Regions from separate parts of the Mus musculus genome. Here all the other regions are linked to region 2. The links are chromatin contacts, called in public Hi-C and promoter capture Hi-C maps. All regions are on one chromosome and are shown on one strand. Each heading gives the region's core, a stretch centred on a gene start, on an enhancer-like site or on the middle of the called end of the contact. The rest is flanking DNA. Distances are from core to core; before and after follow the strand shown.

Region 1 (5,882 bases), core at 94-2,593, 580 kb before region 2:
GCTAGCCTCAATCTGCCAACCTCTTCCTCCCAAGTGCTGGGTTAAAAGTAGACTGACCAACCAACCCAGCAAGAACTATAATTTTTAACAACAAAAAACAAAACAAAACAAAACCATGCAGGGCAGTGGGAGACAATGCCTTGAATCTTGGCACATGGAAGGCAGAGAGAAGCAGGTGTATGGCTATGATTTCAAGGCCAGCCTCTACAGAGTGAGTTTTAGGCCAAAGCAGACCTAACAAAAAACAAAATAAGCAAAAAAGACAACAACAAAACCCCAACCAAACAAAAAGCAAACACAAAATAGTGATACCCCATAAATATGGCGATAGGAAGCTTCAGAACTGAACGTCATGTTTCCTCAATCTGCACTAAGATTTAAATAATCACAATATAAATCCTAACAACTTATGAAAAATTAAGAAACTGATTCTCAAGTTTATGTGGAGAGTGGAAAAAAACGAAAATGGTCCACACAATTCCAAAGAAACAGCACACAGACTTAAAGTGTATATATATAGTTATAGATATTATATATACACATGTTATATACACACACATATATATATGGGGTGTGTGTGTGTGTGTACCTTTTTTTGACAAAGTAGCAAAGGAAACTCAACAAAGGGCAGAATAGCAAAAGGTTATTAGCAGAACCGATGTCTATAGACAAGAAATTAAATAGAGTTTCACAATGTTGGGGCTGGAGAGATGGTTTAATGGTTGGGAAAACCGGCTGCTCTTCCAGAGGACCTGAGTTCAATTCCTAGTACCAACATGGCAGCTCAACAACAGTTCCAGAGGATCTGACATCCTCACAAAGACATACATACATTTTGGCAAAATACCAATGCACAAAAAATAATAATTTTTTTAAAGTTTAAAATTCACAGTATTAACTCAAGTTGATTGCTTTGACCTAAATGTTACATGAAAATTCAGAACTTCTAGAAAGTAGCAGAAACTAGATGACCTATTGTTTTACAACCTTCTGATGAGATACCCAAAGCAGGACTGTATAAAACGCCTGCCCCAGACAGAGCACCGACTCTTTCCTGCGCGAGGCGGAGCCTCCGCAGGGAGGCTCCGCGCTCTGCGCAGGCGCGGACCACGGCGAAGAGGACACAGGGCCCAGCGCCACACAGCACTGAATGCCGCTGCCGCCCCGCCCCAGCCTCGGGGAGGATCCACCACAGCGGGCAGGGACAGCGGCCCTTGCTCACCATGGCGCGGCTTCCGAACTCGCCCGCGCTCTCCTCACTGGTCCCGGCAGCAGCGCTCACAGCACAACACACCGCACCTCCCTGTGCCGCAGAGCCGAGCCACAATATGGCGGCCGTGAAGAACCCGCCTCTTGCCGCTCTCCAGTAGTCCTGATTAGACGGCACGGTTCTAGAACCTGATTGGCTACCAAAGCCTGAGTGACACTAGCTTCCAAAGCCGAAGTGTGGGATTCAAATGACAGCCATAGCCCCGCCCTCCTTGCTTCTAAGCAGAACTAGCTTCTCCCTGGTAAAGCAGTACTCCATCACCAAGTCGTCACTGTGCACACCGAGTGCTCATTGCAGCAATCCTGCTGCCTCACAATTAGAAAGGTGCTCAGGTCAGTTTTAATTAGAAGGTCAAATTATAACTGGACATGATGTTCTCCAGGCATCAGGAATTTGAGTAAGGAACATCTATGGTTTATACATCTGTCCCAGGTTGCACATTAACACAAGTATTCATTTCCTCTATTTTCATAGCATGTGTGTTCTTCCAGTTAAGATCTCTATCCAGCCGGGCAGTGCAGGCAGTGGTGGCACACACCTTTAATTCCAGCACTTGGGAGGCAGAGGCAGGCAGATTCCTGAGTTCGAGGCCAGAGTGGTCTACAGAGTGAGGACAGCCAAGGCTACACCAGAAACCCTGTCTTGAAAAAACCAAAACAAACAAACAAACAAAAACCAAAAACCTCTCTATCCTTCCATCTCACCCCCGTTTCTCCTCTCCAGGCCTCTACAGACATTCTAATTTAAACAAAAGCAAAAAGAAAAAGAAAAAGAAAATTGAAGACGTGGGTCAAGGAAATGACTTAGTAGGTTAAGCATGAACATAGTAGAAGAAGACCAACTCAGGAAAGTTGTCCTCTGGCCTCCACAAGTGTGTTCTTCACACACACATAAATATACACAGACACACACACACGTACATAGCCACTAAATCATCAGAACATTTTATTATTTAATTTTTGGTTTTTTGAGTTAGAGTTTCTCTGTGTAGCCCTAGCTATCCTGGTGTTTTTGTTTTTGTTTTTTGTTTTTTTGTTTTTTTCCAAGACAGGGTTTCTCTGTATAGCCCTGGCTATCCTAGAACTCACTCTGTAGACCAGGCTAATCTCAAACACAGAGGTCTACCTGCCTATGCTTCACGGGTGCTGGGAAAAAGGCGTTCACCCATTTTTACTAAAGAAGAAGTGGGGGAGTACTGGCAGTAGAAACAATAAGAAGGAAAAACCCAGCAAAGCTAATGGAGTCAATGAACAGATCAGTGAGTGGTGTTCAGTCGTGTAATGATTAGTCTTGATTGTCAAAGTGATAGGAGCAACCCTCCAGCATGTATGTAAGGGTGTTTCTAAATAGGGTAGTTGAGATAGGAAGGCTCTTCCTAAAAGTGGGCAGTATCATTACCTAGACCACAATCAAGGACCGACTGAAAAGAGGGAAGGAGGTGAGGGGATGGGAGCACTCTCTGTACCTTCTGCTCTTGTAGAGAACTTGTTTGGTTTACACACACACACACACACACACACACACACACACACACACACACACCCGTTGGCTCTTAACTTCCTGTAAATCCAGCTCCAGGGGATGAAATTCCTTCTTCTGAGCGCCTTCATGGCTCATGCATACTGAATTACCCATACATGTAAATAAAAAAAATGTTTTTAAATTATCATTATAGAATATCTTTTCTCCTCCTATGAAGGTTCCGATTCTCCCTGTTTAAGATCTCAAATATCTCTGAATTATAACTATTCCTAAGACAAGATATAATAAAGAGAATATACCTAGGAGCCAAAGTTAAAACTCCGTGTTAGCGCCAGCTAACCATCCATGAGAACCAGCTCTCTATAACCTCTTCATATTTTTTAGAGAGGATCTCACTCTGTACCCAAGGCTGGCCTCCAACTCACAGGAAACCACTGGTCTCTGCCTCTCGTGTCTCTATAACCTCTTGGCTTTAGTTAGTCTGGGAACTTTTGAATTATGTTTGGCTGACAAAAGTGAATCCATGCTTGTTGTCTTTTTTTTTTTTTTAATGTTTATATGAGTACATTGTTGCTGTCTTCAGATACTCCCCTTCCCAGACACCCCTCCTGCAAAAGGTATTTAACCCCAGGCCTGCCCTGAGAAGTGGGGTATGGTTTTACTCATCCACTTTGTGCTATGACAATAAATGCCCTAAAACCATGGACTGCCTCTTTTCATCAGGATCTGCCGTGGGGAGCAATGGAGAAGCTTTCACCTAAAGAGCTGCCATCTACTCTCCAGTGGAAGGCCTCTCCGCACTCCCAGCCACCACCAAGACTAAACCACCACCGCCAACAAGCCAAGTACCTATCCCCCCCCCGCCCCCCCCGCCCCCCCCACCCTAACCAGCCGAAGCTTCTTTCTTTCCCCCTTGGCCCCGGCTAGATCCAGCCCATGGGCCCCCACTCTGTTCTCAGCTCTTCCAAGCTCCCAGCAGCACCTGGGGTCCGAGAGCCTGAGAAGCAGATAGTCCCGGCCTCCCAAGCCAGCTCCCTGGACTTCAGACTGCGCTTCCCCAACCCCAGAGTGGTGTTCGGAGGCTTCCCTACAGCCTGACACCTGCCCAGCAATGGCGTGGGGTAAGCACAGTCAAACTTCCTGTGTCCTGCCTCCCTGCGTGGCCAAGCCCTATATCAGAGAAGACATGAGACCCCGCTAACCCTACAGCATGTAGGTCCAGAATATAATGTTTTTTAACTCTCAGGCTCACAAGATCAAGGAAAACGTTTAAGAGAATGTTTTAAATAAATGTTAAAAGAGAATGTTTTAAAACTGAGTACTGGATAGATGGCTCAGTGATTAAGAGGACTTTCCAAACTTGCAGAGGACTTGAATTCCTGTAGCTTTAGATTTTTTCTCAACCCTAATTTTGTTTGTTTGTTTGTTTGTTTGTTTATTTGTTTGTTTGTTGTTGTTTGGTTTGGGTTGTTTTTTGTTTTTTTTTGTTGTTTTTTTTTTTGTTTTTTTGTTTTTTTGTTTTTTTTTTGTTTTTTCGAGACAGGGTTTCTCTGTATAGCCCTGGCTGTCCTGGAACTCACTTTGTAGACCAGGCTGGCCTCGAACTCAGAAATCTGCCTCCCCAGTGCTGGGATTAAAGGCGTGTGCCACCACGCCTGGCTTTAATAACGGTTCTTAAATGCTTTAACCTCCTTCCAACCAACCAGTGTTGGAGATTGGTTATAATGCTTTGAATCTTCATGTCCAGACACTGAAGGTCCTGATCGATAAAGATGCAAACAGCCATAGGCTGGGCACAGGGCAGGACACTTATAGTAGCATGGGAGAAGATGCAGAGAGGAAAGAGAGAGGTGCACCAGGACTGGAGGAAGAAGAATGGGGCGAAATAGCAACAGGAGATAAAGCCAATGACTCATATGAGATTTCAGGTAAATGGCCTTTAGGGTGGCAGGGGAAGGTTTAGGAATGTTCAGCCTTTGAGGTAGCCAAGACATTTTTAAAATAAGCTAGTGTGTGTGTGTGTGTGTGTGTGTGTGTGTGTGTTTCATCCCAGGATCAAAAGATAGTTCCTGGGTGGGTGTGCATGTACAATCTGCCAGGAGTCAAAGTGGTGAAGCGAAACTCACTGCAACACACCAGAGGTAGTGGAAAAGAAAGGTTATTAGGATATAAGGGAAGTGTACCTGTTTAGAAATTTTTCTTTGAAGCAAATCCCATCTGTATTGTCAGGAAATCAGCAGTTCAGTTCATAGAAGTCAGGAGCAGCAAACACTTCATAAATATACCAGCAGTCCAGTTCAGTAGTGTTGGTATAGCAAACATGAATCAGCAGTGGTGGGCAACCTAGTAGAAATAGTCAGGTCTCAGCTGAATTGGCATGAGTCAGCAAGAGTTACCAGGACCACCAGGGACACCAGAAGTTATTTGCTGTGCTCTCAACAAAATATAGAACAGTGAAGACTTGAGACCAAGAAGCGTTGCAGAGCTAGCTATGTGAGCAAGCCAAGCCCTGGCCACTGTTAGTTGAGTCCTTTCTATACTCCCTTCAACATTAAACAGCACGTGTCCTCCATGGGTCTCGCCTCAGCACACGTCTTGCCTCAGTACATGAATCTGTCTTAGCAAAATTCCACATGAGTCTTTATCAGCTGATATAACTCTGCCAAACAGCCTGAGTCCAAGGAAACTGCAAGAAGCCAGTGGAACATCACAAGAAGTTTTTTGGTGTGTTTCTATGGACACATAGAACTCAAAACGCACGTGAGGTGAACCAACACATGCATGTCATTAGCGAAGAGTCCTTCATCACGTGTCCTTTCATGTGCCTGCTTTAGCAGAACCTCCTTCCACCTGTGTCTGATTCAGGAAACAGTCCCTTCATGTGTTTGCCCCAGCGAAACACCGCCTGACAAAACTGACTTTCCAGAGAAACCAGAAGTTTCCATTCCAGGTTCCAGCACACTCCTTAGGCTGCTGACCCATAACTACACTACAGTGGAATTCTTACGCTCTTCTGGCCGTTTCAGGCCCCTGAATACATCTGGGATACATGCACACAGAAATGCGCGCGCGCGCGCACACACACACACAAATGAAAATAAGAACTTTAAGAAATCTTTGTTTTTTGTTT
Region 2 (5,693 bases), core at 1,217-3,716:
TGGGAGAGGACCTCCATTGGCCAACAGGAGGAGCTCAACCTACTGGGTGGGGGGTCCAGCCTCCTTGGACCCCCTGAACAAAGGCTGTGTGACCCATTTACCTCAAAGGACAAATAAGGAAAATCAATGTTTCTTGGTGGCAGAGGGCCCTGGGTATGCAAGGAAGGAGTTTCTCTCCACTTTCCAATTCTGTTCACTTTCTCCCCACAGATGCAGGTCCTCCGAATACAGGATTGAAGGCGCTCCCTCCCTTCCTTGTGATGAGAGGCCACAGGTGGGTGGCAGCTCATGGCTCAATCTATGATTTCAACTGGCGGAGCAGGGCACACCCATGTGAGCACACGCACAGCCTGAGTCTGCTCTGCACATTAGCTAGAGCTAAAAGACCTTGAGATGAAGCAGGCCACTTCCACTCGTCTCCCCAACTGCGCCATCACAGCCCTTCTCCAGGTCCATGAGGCCCAAAGGAAACAAGGAAGGTCTACCCAGTGGGGAGACTAACAGGAGGACTAGCTTGCAGGGCCACCTCACTCCTCCAGGCAATCTGCCCTCTCCCCACCTCCTTACACTAAAGGTAAACAGCTAGAAACAACAAGCTGGCACACCTGATCCGCATCGCAACAGGAGCTGAGTCAGCCCTCTCCTTCTATTCGGGCTGAAAATGAGCCCAAGTGGGTGGTCTACCCACAGGCATGACTCAACCAGCCAGCTTGAAGGCCCTCCCAGAATGCGGTCTGAGATCACTGCTGAAGACTGGTGGTGGCTCCCTAGCCCTAAGTACAGATGGACTACAAGAACACCTGTGGCTCTAGCCTGCAGCTCCCCCCCCTCCCCGAGAGAATACAGGAAAACAAAGCCAAGAGGTGCCTGACACCAAGCCAGCCATAGAGAGGGAGAGCATTTGATGGGGAGGCAGAGGGGGCCTGGCCCTGGCCCAACCTGAAATGCCTACATCGGCAGCCTATCATTCAAAACAAAAGCCCCTCCCCAAGGCACAGTCACCCATGTGGTACCCATTGTGGGTAAGGAACAAAATTCAAACCCAACTTTTCCAAGCAGAGCCTAGGAGTTACATAACACCGGTTTCAGCAACAGGCAACCCAGAAGGAAAAACAAACCGGCAGTCACCTCTCCATCCACAAAGTGGGCTATTTCCACTTGAGGCGACAAAACCCTGGCTCTGCTCCAGGGAACCCCTAACCCAAACTTGAACTTGAACCCTGGCTGGAGGGGGTGGTGGATGAAGTGGCAAAAGGGTGAGATGGGGTGGTTGGACTAGCCAAACAGGTGACCCTGGAGGGCAATGTGGGTCCGTCCAGAGGATAGCAACTGTGGACAGGTCACCTTAGACATACCTAGGAGGGGAGTGAGGGAAGCTCTGGCTTAAGCCTTGAGCCGAGCAGATCCTGCGCTACAGGAGGGACACTAATGCAGGTCACTGCCCAGCCTAGCAGGGTGGAGGAAAAAAGGACAGGTGGCAAGTAGCTGGGACAAGAGGCTGGGAATCAGAGAAGATGGTAGGTAGCTGGGTGGGCCAGAGCAGCAAGGACTAGGGCAGGTAGCAGGAACCTGAGTCAGGTGGCAATGACTGTGGCAGGTAGACCTGGAAGAGGTAGTTGGAATAGGGTGGAAGCAGAGATCTGGGAAAAGGGCAAGTAACGGGAACCAGATCTGGTAATAAGGTACCAGAGACCTAGGGCAGGTGGCGGGTACCTGGGCAGTTTAAACAAGAATCCAGGGTGGGTAACTGGAGCTGGCCAATAGGGACTTAATGTTTAAGGAGCCAGAGCAGGAAGCAGTTACCCAGGCTTGTTAACTGGACCTGAAGCCGGTAGCTCGGACCAGCGCCGTCTAACTGGGACCTGGCTCAGGTTCACAGGGGCCCAAGGCTGGTTAACTGGGATCTAGCGCCGCAGCTCCCGCGCCCGCCCGGCTTCCGGCGCCGCCATGCGCCGCTCAACTCACTTGTGCGTCGAGCTGGCCGGCCGCGCCGCCTGCGCCCGCTCCGCCCGGGCCTCCCGCGCCGCCGGGGCCGCCGGGGGGCGTCTGCGTCTGGCTGGGAAGGGTGAAGTCGGTGAATTCGAACTCGGAGCCCTGGGTGTCGGCGCCGAGCAGCTCGGCCTCCTCAGTGTCCAAGAAGGTGAGTGTTTGCGAGCTGGGGCCGTACGCCTCCACACTCATCCTGCCGCCCGGGCCGCGCCTTCAGCGGGCGCCTCACCGCACTCGAGCCCGAGGCTTCGGCTAGGCCTAGGCCGTAATCCGGAGTAGCCGCTGCCGCCGCCCTGAGAGCCGGGCGGGCTCCGAGTCGGCCTCCGAAAGCAGAGCCGGGCCGCCGGTTCTGAGCTCTGAGTTGCCGCCGCCGCCGCCGCCGCCGCCGCCGCCGCCGCCGCCGCCGCGCCCCTCCGTAACGCTGCTCGCCTCAAAGCCGACCGCCGCTCTCAGACCCCTGGACAGGAACCGCCGTCGCCGCCACCGCTGCGGTGCGCGTGCGCGAGCCGGACGCCGGCACAGATGCGCGTGCGCGAGTCCGACGCCGGCGCAGGCGCGCGCGTTCCTCCCGGAAAGTAGCCAACCGCACCGGAGCACTGGGAGCTAAGCGGGAGGGCGGAACTCGCCGTGCGCCTGCGCGAAGAGGCGGGCCTTCAACCGCCTAAAGGACCTGGGCTCGCGAACTTGGCCCCGCCCCAACTGCTGCCTAGCGGTGCGCATGCGCGCATGCGACGTCCTCACCTCCGGGCTTCAGGGCTGGATGTTCGTTAGGTGCTGATTGAGGCTCTCTCCAGAAGGTTTTGGGTGTGGAGCCTGTGGCACGGGGACCACGCACCTGCACTCCTTGAACCTTAGTTACCCCGTCTGTCACTTGGCTCGTGGCCATTCTCAGTATTCATCGATTGAATAAATGAGTAGGGAGCGGGGACTCTGCCAAATGGTAGTCACTGCTACCCCGAGCACTCCTGAAGCCTGTGAAGATAAATGCTTCTTTTGTCTTGCGATCAAGTCGCACTGGTCCGAGCTAGCCTGGGAATCGCTGAGAAGGGGTCAGGTCCCCTAGAACTAGTTATGAATGGATGTGAGCTCCTCTTGTAAGCGCTGGGTGCACAACTCTGAGCCATTTCTCCGGCCTGTTTTGGTTTTGATTGAGGGTCTCACACTGTAACCATGGTTGGTTTGGAATTCGGGGGAATCCTCCTGCCTCAAAGTGCCTGGTGGTGGGGTGACAGGTGTACATGCAATGTTGACCACGGAACTAAGGGCTCTTGTGTGCTAGGCAGAAGCTACCAACTGATGAGCATCCACAGCCAGCTGCGAGACTTAGAGAAACACTCCTCCCTGGGTTTCCTTCCCACTCTTCAGTGGAGGAAGTGTAAGTGTTGCAGCTCTGAAGGGAAAGGCATTCCCCCCACAGAAGTGTATCTGCTCTGCTTGGGCAGGGGGAGGGGTGGAGGTGGTTCCCCAAAGTGTTTCAGCTGTGCTCCAAAAGATCCTGGCAATTGGGAGCCAAGAAATAGAACAAAGTCACAGCACACAACAAACCTAACACGAGATTTATTGCGAGGGAAAAACCCAGGAGGGTGGCTGCCTCTGCTTGGGTGGATCTCCCAGTAAGGACACTCCTTAAAATCCAAGCACTCAGGAGTCGAAGGCAGGGAGATCTCTGTAACTCTGAGGCCAGCCTTGTCTACAGAGCGAAGTTCAGGACACCCAACATTACATCATCTCAAAACACACAAAAACAGATGCTGAGTGTAGAGGCGCAGTCTCCCAGGACTCTGGAGATGGAGACAGAGCAAGGATTCAAGGTCATCCTAAGTTGTATAGCAAGTTTGAGGCCAGCCTGAGGTATATTAGAACTTGGCTAAAAAACACAATGAAACAAACAAAAACAGATAAGTAAATGTTCCATCAGGCCAAGGATTAGTTAGCCCAGTTCGCTGCAACCTTCCATAGAGGGACAGTAGTGCCTGTAGCCACTGCTCAATAAAAGGTTCTCTGTTGCTTTGTTGTTTTTCAATTCTTAGTACATTTATTTAGTTGTGTGTGGGCACACTTGTACATGCACAGCACATGTGTGGGATCACAAGACAACCTACAGGTATTGGTTCTCTCCTAATAATGGAACTCGGATTTGGTGACAAGCCCCTTTACCCACTGAGCCATCTCATCAACCTCTTGGGTCAGTCAACAGGATATAAGATTAAACCACCAGAGTCCAGACTTCAGTTGTCTTTTTGGAGTAGGATCTTTGAGAGTTCGAGACCAGCCTGGTTTAAAAAGTGAGATTCCGGGGCTGGTGAGATGGCTCAACAGATAAGAGCACCCAACTGTTCTTCTGAAGGTCCTGAGTTCAATTCCCAGCAACCACATGGTGGCTCACAACCATCCCTAACAAGATCTGGCGCCCTCTTCTGGAGTGTCTGAAGACAGCTACAGTGTACTTACATATAATAAATAAATAAATCTTTTTTTTAAAAAAAAAGTGAGATTCAGGATAAACAAGAGAACCATTGTCTCAAAAAATTAAGCCTGGCGGTGGTGGCACTCGCCTTTAATCCCAGCACTTGGGAAGCAGAGGCAGGTGGATTTCTGAGTTCGAGGCCAGCCTGGTCTACAGAGTGAGTTCCGAACAGCCAGGGCTACACAGAGAAACCCTGTCTCTAGAACCCCCCCCCAAAAAAAATTAATTAAATCTTTAAACAAGACAAGTAATTGCTCAAGACCTCTTCTCAGGCAGGAGTCCTCCAATCCTGCATGTGGCACATGGTGTGCTCTCAGTCCCACTGAAATCGGTGGAAAAGAATTAGCCGGGCGTGGTGCATGCCTTTAATCCCAGCACTTGGGAGGCAGAGGCAGGCAGATTTCTGAGTTTGAGGCCAGCCTGGTCTACAAAGTGGGTTCCAGGACAGCCAGGGCTATACAGAGAAAACAAAACAAAAACAAACAAACAAAAAAAAGACCAAAAAAAATTTTGTTTTTGTTTTTTGAGACAGACCCTGCCTCACACAAGCTGGAGGGTGAGGAGGCACACCTAGCATCGTCTGAAGTCAAGGGCTCCTGTGGCGAATGTCCTGTACACACAGGCTTGTGCTCAGGCTATGCATGTCTGAGATTTCTCAATAGTGTCCCAGTGTCACAGCAATGTGTGCTTTGTTAAACTAAGGTCACAGAGGAAGTGTGGGGCCACTCTGTTTCTCCTCCTTCTCCTTCTCCTTCTCCTTCTCTTATTTTTAAATAATAGACTTTGTTAGGAAGGAAAAATGGCCAGACCTGTAGTTTATATACTGACTCATGTCTGATGGTCTGTAACCTCCGGCCATGGGAAGATGAACCCACTTGGTGGGTCTCAGACTTCAAGACAGGAAAGATACATAATGAAGTGGCCCAAAGTCTGGTACTGGGGCTCAGCTTGGAGCTCAGTTATTGTACAGTGCTGGTAACTGAGTAGGACACCTCTTTATCTGACTGCACAGGACCCTGTGTTCTGTCTCCAACTTCTCACAAGCTGGGTGTGGTGGTGCACAGCTGGCCCCACCCCCTCCCCCACCCCAGCACTCAGGAGATAAACAAGATTTCAAGGTCATCTCAGATGAACAAATTTGAGACCAGCTTGTAGATACTTTGTGGGTTCTTCTTTCTTCCAATATTTCAATCCCCTAAAACTAGATAAGAAAGAAAAAAAAAACAGAGAGGAAAGG
Region 3 (5,384 bases), core at 1,268-3,767, 520 kb before region 2:
ACAAACACATCACACTTGTGCTGTGGTGTGTAAACACATTGTGTGTGTGCATGCACGCACACACATACACACAATGACAAAATTTTAAAAGAACAAACAGGTTGAGGTCACTCCCACGTTGGATCTTGATAAAACAATAGAGTTAACTTCTCCAGTGGAGAAAGGTACTGGATTCTAGCTTCCTTCCTGCCATCTACACAAATCTACACTTTTCATCTGTCCCCCCACCCCCCCCAAGCCTGGTAAAAGGGAAACAGAAAGGTTTAGGGAAAGGCACGGTGGAGGGATAACCTTTTTGTGCACTGTATAAAGCATGTCTTCCTATTACCCAGATGCTGGTTTTGTTAACACCCCTCTCTCCCCTTCTGACTGGTTTTAATAAAAAGCTGTTGGCCTATAGTGAAGCCGGAGACTGCCAGCTCCGGACTTGCAGGGAGAGATTGAACTCTGAAGGAGTCAGGCTCTAGAAGCCCAACATGGAGGAAGAAGCAGGCTCCAGTACTAGAGACCGAGAGGTCACAAGCCATGAGGCAGACATGGAATAATATAAATGTGTTAGTAGAAGTTGTACGAGCTAGTTGGGAACAAGCCTAGCTATAAGGCCTAGGCATTTATAAATAAACATGTCTCTGTATCTTTATTCAGAGTTGGGGTAAGCATGGAAGGTCCATACGGTTATAACAGGATTCTGGTGACCAGCCAAAGGAGACTATGCTCGAGGGGCCCAGGACTTATGGGAAACAGTCATACCCCTCCAGGCTGGATATGGTCATTGCCATGTTGAATCAAGAACTGCGTTCATTCATGCATGACCTCACAAGTTTGGACCACTAATATGTTTTTGTACAAATACAGGACATATGCATAGGACCACTCTCCTCAATAAAGATTATAGACCCATAATGAAGGTGGGGGAGGGAAGATGATACATTTCTGCTGGAGCTGCCCATGCATTGGGGAGGAACCTCAATAAAGTCCCTGGTTCACAAAACTGGACTTGAGTGAAGTTGTTTCTTTGGTCAGGTTAACTTCTTATCCCAGAGCAGTTCCCCAGAAAAAGTCAAATATTGCAGACATTGATGCTCTTGAGGTCAGAAGAATTCTTTTTTTTTTTTTTTTTTAGATTTATTTATTATTATATGTAAGTACACTGTAGCTGTCTTCAGACACACCAGAAGAGGGAGTCAGATCATGTTACAGATGGTTGTGAGCCACCATGTGGTTGCTGGGATTTGAACTCTGGACCTTCAGAAGAGCAGTCGGGTGCTCTTACCCACTGAGCCATCTCACCAGCCCAGAAGAATTCTGAGGAGTCATAGAGTGGAGGACCCTGAGGGCTGCTGGGAGAACCCCAGGGCGGGGGGTGGGAGGGACTGTGAAAAGGACCAGAAATTTTGCGGAGCCTGGGACTCAGGTGTGAGAGGCCTTGAGGAAGAGGCAGGACTGGGGAGTGGGAATTCTGAGGAGCTGTGGGGAGCTATGAGGAGGAAGACCCACAGTTCTGAGGAAGTAGCCAGGGCAGTGAGGAGAGGGGAAGGCACTCTCAGTTACCAGTGAATTTGATATCAGTTTGAACTATATGAGGCACTGACTCAAGACGCTGAAAATTTAGGGTACAGATATAGTTAGGTTGGTAGGGTTTTGTCTGGTATGCTTGCTGCCCTGAATTCCATCCTCTTCACCACACAAACAGGGCCCTGTGGCACACAGCACTCATCCCAGCACTTAGGAGTTAGAGGTAGAAGAAAGTTCGAGATCATGCTCCAATCATAGCAAACTCGGGCAACCTTCATTACATAACAAACTTGAGGACAGCATGGGCAATAAGAGACTCTGTCTCAAGTTATTTTTGAAACAAGGTCTCTCTGTATAGCCCTGGCTGTCTGGAAACTATGTAGCCTAGGCTAGCCTAGAGCTCACAGAGATCCATCTCCCTGGTGTTGGGATTAAAGGCATGTGTCGCCTTGCCCACCCACAAATTTTTGAAATTTTTGAAAAATATGAAGATGGGGAGCAAACAGTGAGGATGCAAGCCTCTGAGGAAGTAAACTCAGATGTGAATGACTGTAAAGAACCCGGGCCCTGTGAAGAAGTGATAACCTAAACAGATCCAGGACTAAAGAGAAGGCAGAGGCACTGGAGTAAGCAAGGGACGAGGGCCTATGATGGGGAAGGTAGCCATAAAGTGCACCAGACTTAAGCAAATGCAGGCGGTAGTCGTTACCATGGCAACCCCAACCATGGGGTTCCTTTCTTACTGGCAGTTGAGAAAGGAAGTTTCTAGCTAGTCGCTGAGGAGGGGGAACAGTGCATGGTGCTGATTGGTGACGGCGCCCACAGGGGGCGTGTCCTGAGGGGTGGGAGGATCAGAAGAGAATTCCTGTTTCCTAGACAACCCTCAACCCTCAGCAGCCGTTGAGAAGCTGTTTGGGGCGCATCGCGAAGGAGAGGGTGATGCACGGCGAAGATAGATGAAAAGGGCGTTTTATTGGCTAGTGGACTTGAAGGAGGCGTGGTCCCTGGGTCTGCGGCGGTTGGCTGCTGCGCAAGCGCGAGAGCCCGGCGGGACCTGTCCCTCTGCGCTCGCTCGGGACTGTAGCCCATGGCCGCCCCTCTGCGTCCCGTGCCGCCACAGCCCGCCCCGCGCCGCCTGCCGACCACAGCTCCACTAGGCCATGACACGAGCGACGTCCTGCAGCAGATCATGGCCATCACCGACCAGAGCCTGGACGAGGCTCAGGCCAGGTGCGGCTCCCGGGCAGGAAGGGAAGGGGCGGAGGCGGGATGAGGATGGGACAGGTGCAGCTGAGCTTGGAGTGATGGACAGGCGGAGTGATCTTGGGCCAGAGGGAATGAAGGATACAAGAATTTGTCCTGGACTAAAGGGTGACTTCGTGAGGAAAGAGGGTATCAGAGTTATGGAGGTAAAAGCCCGGCCCTGGGAACAGGAGACATTGGAAGGGTTAAGTGATCTATTATTGGCGGACGCGTAGGGTTGGGGTAGGGCAAAGACCGCAAGTTTGCAAGTCACACAGTGGAAGAGAAGCTACTGAAGAGCCTGTACTAGAATGATCTGATACAGGATCCGTTGAGAACTTTCAGGAACGGATATGGGGAGCTGGGTGGACATAGAGGGCACCCGTCTTTTTATAGTTTTTATTTTCTCTTTGTGTGTATGTGTGTGTGCTCCCGACATGTGAGTAGAGATCTCCAGTTCTTTGGGAGTGTAGCGAGTACACTAAACCACTAAGCTCTCTCTCCAGTGTACCCACCCCCAACCTGGCAGGAGCTTTTATCACCAGGCTTGCTTCAAACTCATCATTTTTTTTAAAGAGTCAGTTATTTTATGTATATGAGTACACTGTAGCTGTCTTCAGACACACCAGAAGAGGGCATCAGATCCCATTACAGATGACTGTGAGCCACCAAGTGGTTGCTGGGAATTGAACTCAGGATCTCTGGAAGAGCAGTCAGTGCTCTTAACCACTGAGCCCTCTCTCCATCCCTCAAACTTATTAAAAGATAACCTTGGAAGGATCTTTGAGTTCGAGGCCAGCCTAGTCTGCAAAGCGAGTTCCAGGACAGCCAGGGCTACACAGAGAAACCCTGGCTAGAACCATCCAGAGACTCAAACAAACAAACAAACAAACAAAAGATAACCTTGAACTCCTGATCATGCAGTCTTTACCTTCAGAGTGCTGGGGTGAGAGTCATCCGCCACCCACTAACCACATCCCAAGGATTCCTTTTCTTTATATTTATTTGTCTGTTTGTTTGGGAGAGGACCTCATGTTTCCCAGGCTAGCCTGAAACTCTCCATACAACACATACAGTCCAGGATGATCTCCTGCCTCAGCCTCCCTGAGTGCATGTACCAGCACACCCAGCTCGTGTGATGCTCAGGCTGAACACAGGGCTTTGTGCATGCTAGGCCAGCACTCAGGGACCCATTTTAAAGCATTTCTTTCATATATGTGTGTGATGATGTGGCTTTGTGTGTATGTGCACGTGTGCATGCTGGTCCACATCGCGCATGTGTGTATTGAGGTAAGAGGTCACTATCAGCGGTCTTCCTCGATCATGCTCTGGCTTTTGCATTTACATTTATTTATGGACTGAAGCATGTATATGAAGTCTCAGAAGCCCTGAGAAAGTCAGTTCTTCCCTTCCACTCTGGTTCATGAGGTCAAGTTGGGATTTGGGTTATTTCCCTGCCTTGGGTTCCATAGACTTGGAGTGGCTGCAGAATTGCTGCTCCAGAGATGTAGAAGGGGAAGAAGCCAGGAGTCCGTTCTTGCACAGGTCCCCAAAGGCTACCTCAGGAGCTGTTGTTTGGTGCCCACACCCTGCCTCCATTGTTGTGGGTTTTTTCAAGACAGGGTCTCTCTGTGTAGCCCTGGCTGTCCTGGAACTCCTGAAACCAGGCTGGCCTCGAACTCAGAAATCTACCTGCCTCTCTCTGTCTCCCAATTACTAGGATTAAAGGCATGCGCCACCACTGCCCGGCCTTACCTTGCCCTGCTTAATTATTGTATTTTAAAGACAGGATTCCACTGAGCGCAGAAATGACAGATTAGCTGAAGTGAGTTCCTGGCATCCTTCTGTCTCTACCTGACCTTCTCCCGCCCCCAGCATGGGCTTTAGAGATGCTATTACAGCATGTCAAGCTTTATCATAGCGATAGACTCAAGGGAACTCAAGGCAGCCACTTCCTGACTGACTGAGCCGTCCCTCCAGTCTCTGAACAGACCCTCTTTTTTTTTTTTTTTTCTTTTTCCTGGACAGGGTTTCACTGTATAGACCAGGCTGCCCTCAAAATCAGAGATCCTCCTGCTCTGCCTCCTGAGTTCTGGGATTAAAGGCACACACTACCACATCTGACTTGAGAACCCATTTTTATTACTTTTAACAGAAGCTTTTAAAGATCATTTTATTTTCCATGTATGAGAATCTTACCTACATGTGTTGATGTCTACCATACACAGTCCTGGTGCCCAAGAGGGTCAGAGGTTATCAGATTCCTTAGAACTCAAGTTACAAATGGTTGAGTGCTAGAAATTGAACCTAGGTCTTCAGCAAGAATAGCCAATTTTTTTTGTTTGTTTGTTTGTTTGTTTTTCAAGACAGGGTTTCTCTGTATGGCCCTGGCTGTTCTGGAACTCACTCTGTAGACCAGGCTGGCCTTGAACTCAGAAATCTGCCTGCCTCTGCCTCCCAAGTGCTGGGATTAAAGGTGTGTGCCACCCCTACCTGATAGCCAATGTTCTTAACCGCTGACCATCTTGCTAGTCCCATCTTGCTAGTCCCAAGTTTAAAATGAACTTGCTTAATACCTGTTGGCACTTACTATGTGCAAGGCACTGTACTTGGGTACTGACATTGTC
Region 4 (5,497 bases), core at 1,638-4,137, 520 kb after region 2:
CTTGAAAAAATAATTAATTTTAAAAGATTTATTTATTTTATGTATGTGAGTACACTGTCGCTCTTCTCAGACACACCAGAAGAGGGCACCGGGTGCCATTGCAGATGGTTGTGAGCCACCATGTGGTTGATGGGAACTGAACTCAGGACCTTGTGCTCTTAACCACTGAGCCATCTCTCCAGCCTACTGAAATAATTTTTTTAAAACTATAATTACAACGTTGTGCAAAGACCAACACTGCGTACTCCAGAAGACTCCAATCCTATCAGCTGTCACTTCCGTTCCTTGCTCCAGCTCCTGAGCTACTTCCCCTCTGCCTGTCCCTGGAGGTATTTCCGGTTAACAGACTATTCACCATGTGGAATTCTGTCTGGCTGCTGTCACTCAGCACTGGGTTTTGTGTCGTGTCAGAGCCTCTGGTGGCATATGTTGTATGGAGCATATCTAACCGTCCACCAAGGTATGGGCTTTTACAAGTCACAGTGTACTGGAACCCTGCAAGGTGGGTGATGGCTGTTGGGGTGTCCTATTTTAGACTGTGTAGATGGGGGACACTCTGTGGCCTGTGAGCCTACACTGGACCCCACCAGATGAAAGGACACACAGCCAATGTGCCTGGAAGAGACATTGTAGTAGACTGACTCCACGGTAGGCCCCCAGAACCTCAACTGTGGGGTGCTCAGGCATCCCCAGGGTAAGTGACCAAACTGAGGAGTCTGGCCTTCAGGTGAGGGGAGCACCCCTGTTCCTGTCAGGTGTGGTGGTGTGTCCCTGGGAGGCTGAGGCATGGGGACCAGAAGTTTCAGGCCATCTTAGCTACACAAAGAAAGAACCACACCCAGCATGCACTGGCTCAAGGGCTGCAGCCCACTGGGCCTCAGACTTATGCACCGAGCTCCCGCCCAGTGCTTCAGAGTGAGGGAGACAGTTCTGAGTGGCCGGGGACCACCAGGGAATTCCCACCCTCAGGCCCTCTGTTCCCTCTACAGGAGACCCTGTGCATCCTATCAGGAGACACTCCCCACAGACAGCTCAGAGCATGCAAAGGTCCAGTGGCAGGAATGAGGCTGTGTGTTCATTGGGGTCCATGGAAGCTCTGGTGGGTGAGTGAGGGGTAGGAAAGAGGAGGGGGCAGGGCTGGGGACACACTCCTATCTGGCTTACAAAGTCCCATTCAGCTCCCGTGGGCACTGCTGGGTGTGAACACCATGTGGGCAGGGATCATGAGAGCAGGCTATGAGGCCAGTTCATGAAGGGTGAGGGCCCTGACTGGCTCCTAAGCACTGTCTGGCCTCAAATGGGCCATCAGACAAAGCGCAAGGAGGACCGTGGCAACTTGGGTCCCTGTGGTCAAGGCGCTCCTGTTGGCCTCAGTTTTCTCATAGGGATGCTGTGAATTCTGACCCCGTATCATGGGGTAGGCACCCCAGCTGGACCCCAAACAGTCCCTGACTCCCAAGCTCCTCACTAGGTCTTCCCTGTGAGAGGCACACCTGCCTCGTTTGAGCCTTCAAATACACCCACCAGCCCTGCCCTCAGGACCTCACACCCAGCCTGAAACTTTCCATCCTCCTGCCTCAGCAGGATGACAGGCATGCAGCATTATGCTGGGCTCATGTTTCTCTTCTAACCCAATAAACTCCTGCTGAAACTTCAGGGCAAGGCTGGCTGGGACTAGAGGCATGGCTGCCACGCTGGGACAGGTGGATACCTCTAAGCTCCAGGCCAGCCTAGGCCATACAGAGCATCCCTCAAGAAACAAACCAGGGTGCTGGTGAGATGGCTCAGTGGTTAAGAGCACTGACTGCTCTTCCAAAGGTCCTGAGTTCAAATCCCAGCAACCACATGGTGGCTCACAACCATCCGTAACAAAAATCTGATGCCCTCTTCTGGAGTGTCTGAAGACAGCTACAGTGTACACACATATAATAAATAAATCTTGAAAGAAAGAAAGAAAGAAAGAAAGAAAGAAAGAAAGAAAGAAAGAAAGAAAGAAAGAAAGAAAGAAAGAAAGAAAGAAAGAAAGAAAGAAAGAAAGAAAGAAAGAAAGAAAGAAAGAAAGGAAGAAAGAAAGAAAGAAAGAAAGAAAGAAAGAAAGAAACCAGTTCAGGTGTAGCACCAGAGAAGGCCGACCAAGAGCTCCTGACGTTCCCAGACCGGAAATTTCTCTTTAAGGCATTTGGTGGTGGCGTTGTGGGTGTGTGGGTGTGGAGTGGGTATCCGGAGTCATTTGTATCCAGAAAGAGCCTCGGTATCTTGCCCAGGCTATCCTGGAACTCAGAATCTTCCTGACTGAATGTCTACTGTATATATGTCATTTAACAAACCATCGTCATCAGCAAGTTGGGGGCATTAAGGAGTCCGCGAGCACGGACAGCAAAGGACCCTCCTCACTAGGGACCTGATCAGATCCGCACCACCACCTCAGTTTCCGGACCTACCTAGGGTCCGAGGCCGGGCATCGTGGGCCCACGCCTGTGATTCCAGCACTTAGCAATGCTGAAGTAGGAGAATTACACTGAGTTCGAGGCAGCCTAGACTACAAAATGAGCCCAGGACTCTAAATAATCCCCTTCGAAAAGTGCCTACGTGGTTCCCCATGACTGCCAGGCCGCGCGGCAGGAGGAAAGTGACAGAAAACTCCTACTCCTCCTCCTCCAGGAAGCCCTCCCGGCTCGACCTGGGCCGGAAACTGGCTGAACTCCCCGCGAGCTTCTGCGCCTGCGCGCTGGGAGCACCCACCACCGGGCACCCCATCTCCAGTTCCGCCTTCCCGCCGGCAGGACCCCCAGGCCGAGCCGCGCCCGCCCAGCGTGCCCCGCAACCCGGCTCCGCCCGCGCCACAGCCGTTCCTACCTCTTCCCCCGGCACCGGCTCGGTCGCGTGTCAATGACGTCGCCGCGCCTGCGTACTCAACTTTCGGTGGCGCTCTACTCATGACGTTCTCGAATGCCGCCATCTTGGTAGAGTCTGTAGGAGTTTTTCTCTGAGCCAAAATACTAAACCAGTGTTGCCAGCTCTCCTTCTTTCCAAGCAAAATGTTTTCAAGAATAACACGTTATCGGCCCATCTCAGATATTGGTGAACAAAAACGGAAGATAAACGCTAAACTCCATAACGGTGACCTCACCAAGATGGCCGCTGCCCGGAGAAAAGATGGGGAGGCCGGCCCCAGCCCTGTGGCGACGGCCGGGATGTGGTTGCTGTGCCACCAGGGGGCGTCAGTGGCCCACCCGGGGTGCGGGCCTGGCTGCTCTGGGCTCTTTGTCAGGCCAATGGCTCCTCCAACTCAGGGCAAAAGTGAGAAGACATCCCTTGCCCTGTCTGAGTCGGGAAACTGAGGGTCAGACGGAGTAGAAGTTGGATTAGACTAAATGCAACCGACATGGCCGTCATGGTGTCATTCATTCCAGCACTATGGGGCCCGAAGCAGAAGGACTGACTGCAGACCTAGGCCGAAAGTGACACTATCTCAAAAATAATTGAACATAACTGAATTGCTAAATAAATCACAAGCCGGCGCGGGGCGGTGGTGGCGCACGCCTTTAATCCCAGCACTCGGGAAGCAGAGGCAGGCGGATTTCTGAGTTCGAGGCCAACCTGGTCTACAGAGAGTGAGTTCCAGGACAGCCAGGGCTACACAGAGAGATCCCAGCTGCTCGGCGTCCGCTGCTGCCCGAGTCAGCCCCCGCCTTGTTGCTGAAGCCGACTGGCACTGCTTAATCTTTTGCTTTTCTTTACTCCCCCCTCCCCTAGTTCTTTTTTGATGCTTCTGTTGCTTCATTGACGATTAACTTCATCTTAGTCTGCAATACTTAGGATTTTGTGCATCTCTGACACAGTTACTGCCACATCCGGTCATCCTTGGAGTTTCTGGAGCCGTGAATGACCCTGAACTGGTCCCCCTGCCTCATTGTCCCAGGCGCTGGAATGGCAGGCATGGCCCTGTAGGAAAGAAAGCAGAAGGTTCAGTTCGAGGAGTCTATTACTGTGAGCGGGAATGCAGAGCAGGAAAGATGGCTTTGCGGGAAGAGGCGCTGCCCCATCCTCACCCTAACAGCAGCCGGAGCTGGCTCCCCGTCCGTGTGGTGGACTTTGAGAAGCACAAAAGGAAAGGCACACAACTCTCGGCGTGGTGTTTCAGTTTGTGGACTGCTAATGTTGGCTTTCTTGGGCCTTTTGCAGGTGATCAGCCTCTGCAGTGACTGCACGGACCCCAGAGGAGGATGGCCTCCTGTTGAGCCCAGCACACAGTACTTCTGTTGCTATGAATAGGTTCCAATTGTATGAGGATCACAGGAAAAAATTAGCTGAACAGTACCTGGTGTGGTAGCACTGGGTGGGTGTGGTGGGGCTGAGGCAGGAGAATATCATGAGTCTGAGACAGCCTGGGCTACAAAGTAAGATGCATCTTTTAAAAGCAGGTGCTGGGACTAAGAGTGCTTGTAGCTTAGTTGGTAGAGAGCTTGTGGCTCAGTGGGTAGACAAAGGCCATAAGCTGGACCTAGTGGCATCCACCTGTCACCAGGACACAGCTACAGGAGACCCTGAATCAAAAAATCAGCCAAACAAACAAACAAACAAAACCCAGAATGCCGGGCACATGGTAGGAAGCACACACCTTTGATTCCAGCACTTGGTAGGCAGAGCCAGGAGGAGCTCTGTGAGTTCTGGGCTAGTCAAGGCTATATAGAGAGACCTTATTTAAACAAACAAACAAACAAACAGAAAACTGAAAAGTGTGAGAAAAAAAAAGAACTATGAAAAATGCTGTCTGCTTCCCTGAGTGACAGAAGGAAGACTTGTCTCTGTGAGAGGTGACAGCCCGTAGGTACCTTTAGAGAAATGCAAACATTTGTTCCTGGTAACCCATCCTCTAGTGTTTGTTATTAAACTTATTAGTTTTATCTGAATGGCAAAGTTCACAGATGACATTGGTTTGGCACGATAAGTTTGCTGGTTGTTCGGAGACAGAAATTCTTGGAGTAGCCAGGTGTACCTCTTTTTGTTGGTGGTGCTGAAACGGGATCTATGTTCAACAGACTGGCCTAAGGGATTTATCCTCCTCAGCCTCCTAAGTAGCAAGAGTAGAGGTCTGGGTGCCATACCCTGATGTGCTGGGATGGAAGCCAGGGCTTCATGCACGTGAGGCAAGTTCTATATCACTGAGCCACAATTACTTTTAACAACTGAGCCACAGTACTTTTTTTTTCGAGACATGGTTTCTCTGTATAGCCCTGGCTGTCCTGGAACTCACTCTGTAGACCAGGCTGGCCACGACCTCAGAAATCCGCCTGCCTCTGCCTCCTGAGTGCTGGGATTAAAGGCGTGCGCCACCATTGCCCGGCAACAAGCATTCTTAACAAGTGAGCAACAAGCACTTTATCAACTGAGCAACAATCACTCTAACGAGAGTGTGCTATAAGCACTGTATCAACTGAGCCACCAGCTGAGATGCTGCCCAGTCACTACTACTTCCTATGAAGTAGGTTTCCCC

What was found. Promoter capture Hi-C pulls out the DNA fragments that hold promoters and counts their contacts. Hi-C and Micro-C count contacts between places; a contact is called where the count stands out from the background.
Region 1: a promoter capture Hi-C map of pre-B cells shows a contact between it and region 2. The contact joins the promoter of Zfp866 here to the promoter of Upf1 in region 2. A contact is called at or near these places in 2 of 39 promoter capture datasets (liver and pre-B cells) and 1 of 9 other capture datasets (liver).
Region 3: a promoter capture Hi-C map of liver shows a contact between it and region 2, with 6 times the contacts expected there. The contact joins the promoter of Pbx4 here to the promoter of Upf1 in region 2. A contact is called at or near these places in 4 of 39 promoter capture datasets (hematopoietic stem and progenitor cells, liver, neutrophils and 1 more) and 1 of 115 datasets of contacts at active chromatin or transcription factors (pancreatic cancer cells).
Region 4: a Hi-C map of CD4 T cells shows a contact between it and region 2, with 9 times the contacts expected there. The contact joins the promoter of Ccdc124 here to the promoter of Upf1 in region 2. A contact is called at or near these places in 2 of 39 promoter capture datasets (liver and pre-B cells), 1 of 484 Hi-C or Micro-C datasets (CD4 T cells) and 1 of 115 datasets of contacts at active chromatin or transcription factors (memory CD8 T cells).

The regions. Positions count from the first base shown.
Region 1 is chr8:69,773,568-69,779,449 of GRCm38.p6, forward strand. Zfp866 (zinc finger protein 866) reads right to left here and starts at 1,344. Exons shown (of 4, transcript NM_177899.3): 1 at 1,223-1,344. The coding sequence starts at 1,225.
Region 2 is chr8:70,350,813-70,356,505 of GRCm38.p6, forward strand. It overlaps Upf1 (UPF1 regulator of nonsense transcripts homolog (yeast)), which reads right to left and starts at 2,467. Exons shown (of 24, transcript NM_030680.3): 1 at 1,966-2,467. The coding sequence starts at 2,181.
Region 3 is chr8:69,830,107-69,835,490 of GRCm38.p6, forward strand. Pbx4 (pre B cell leukemia homeobox 4) reads left to right here and starts at 2,518. Exons shown (of 8, transcript NM_001024954.2): 1 at 2,518-2,745. The coding sequence starts at 2,603. Lpar2 (lysophosphatidic acid receptor 2) reads left to right here. Exons shown (of 3, transcript NM_020028.3): 3 at 1-996.
Region 4 is chr8:70,870,603-70,876,099 of GRCm38.p6, forward strand. It overlaps Ccdc124 (coiled-coil domain containing 124), which reads right to left and starts at 2,888. Exons shown (of 5, transcript NM_026964.3): 1 at 2,857-2,888.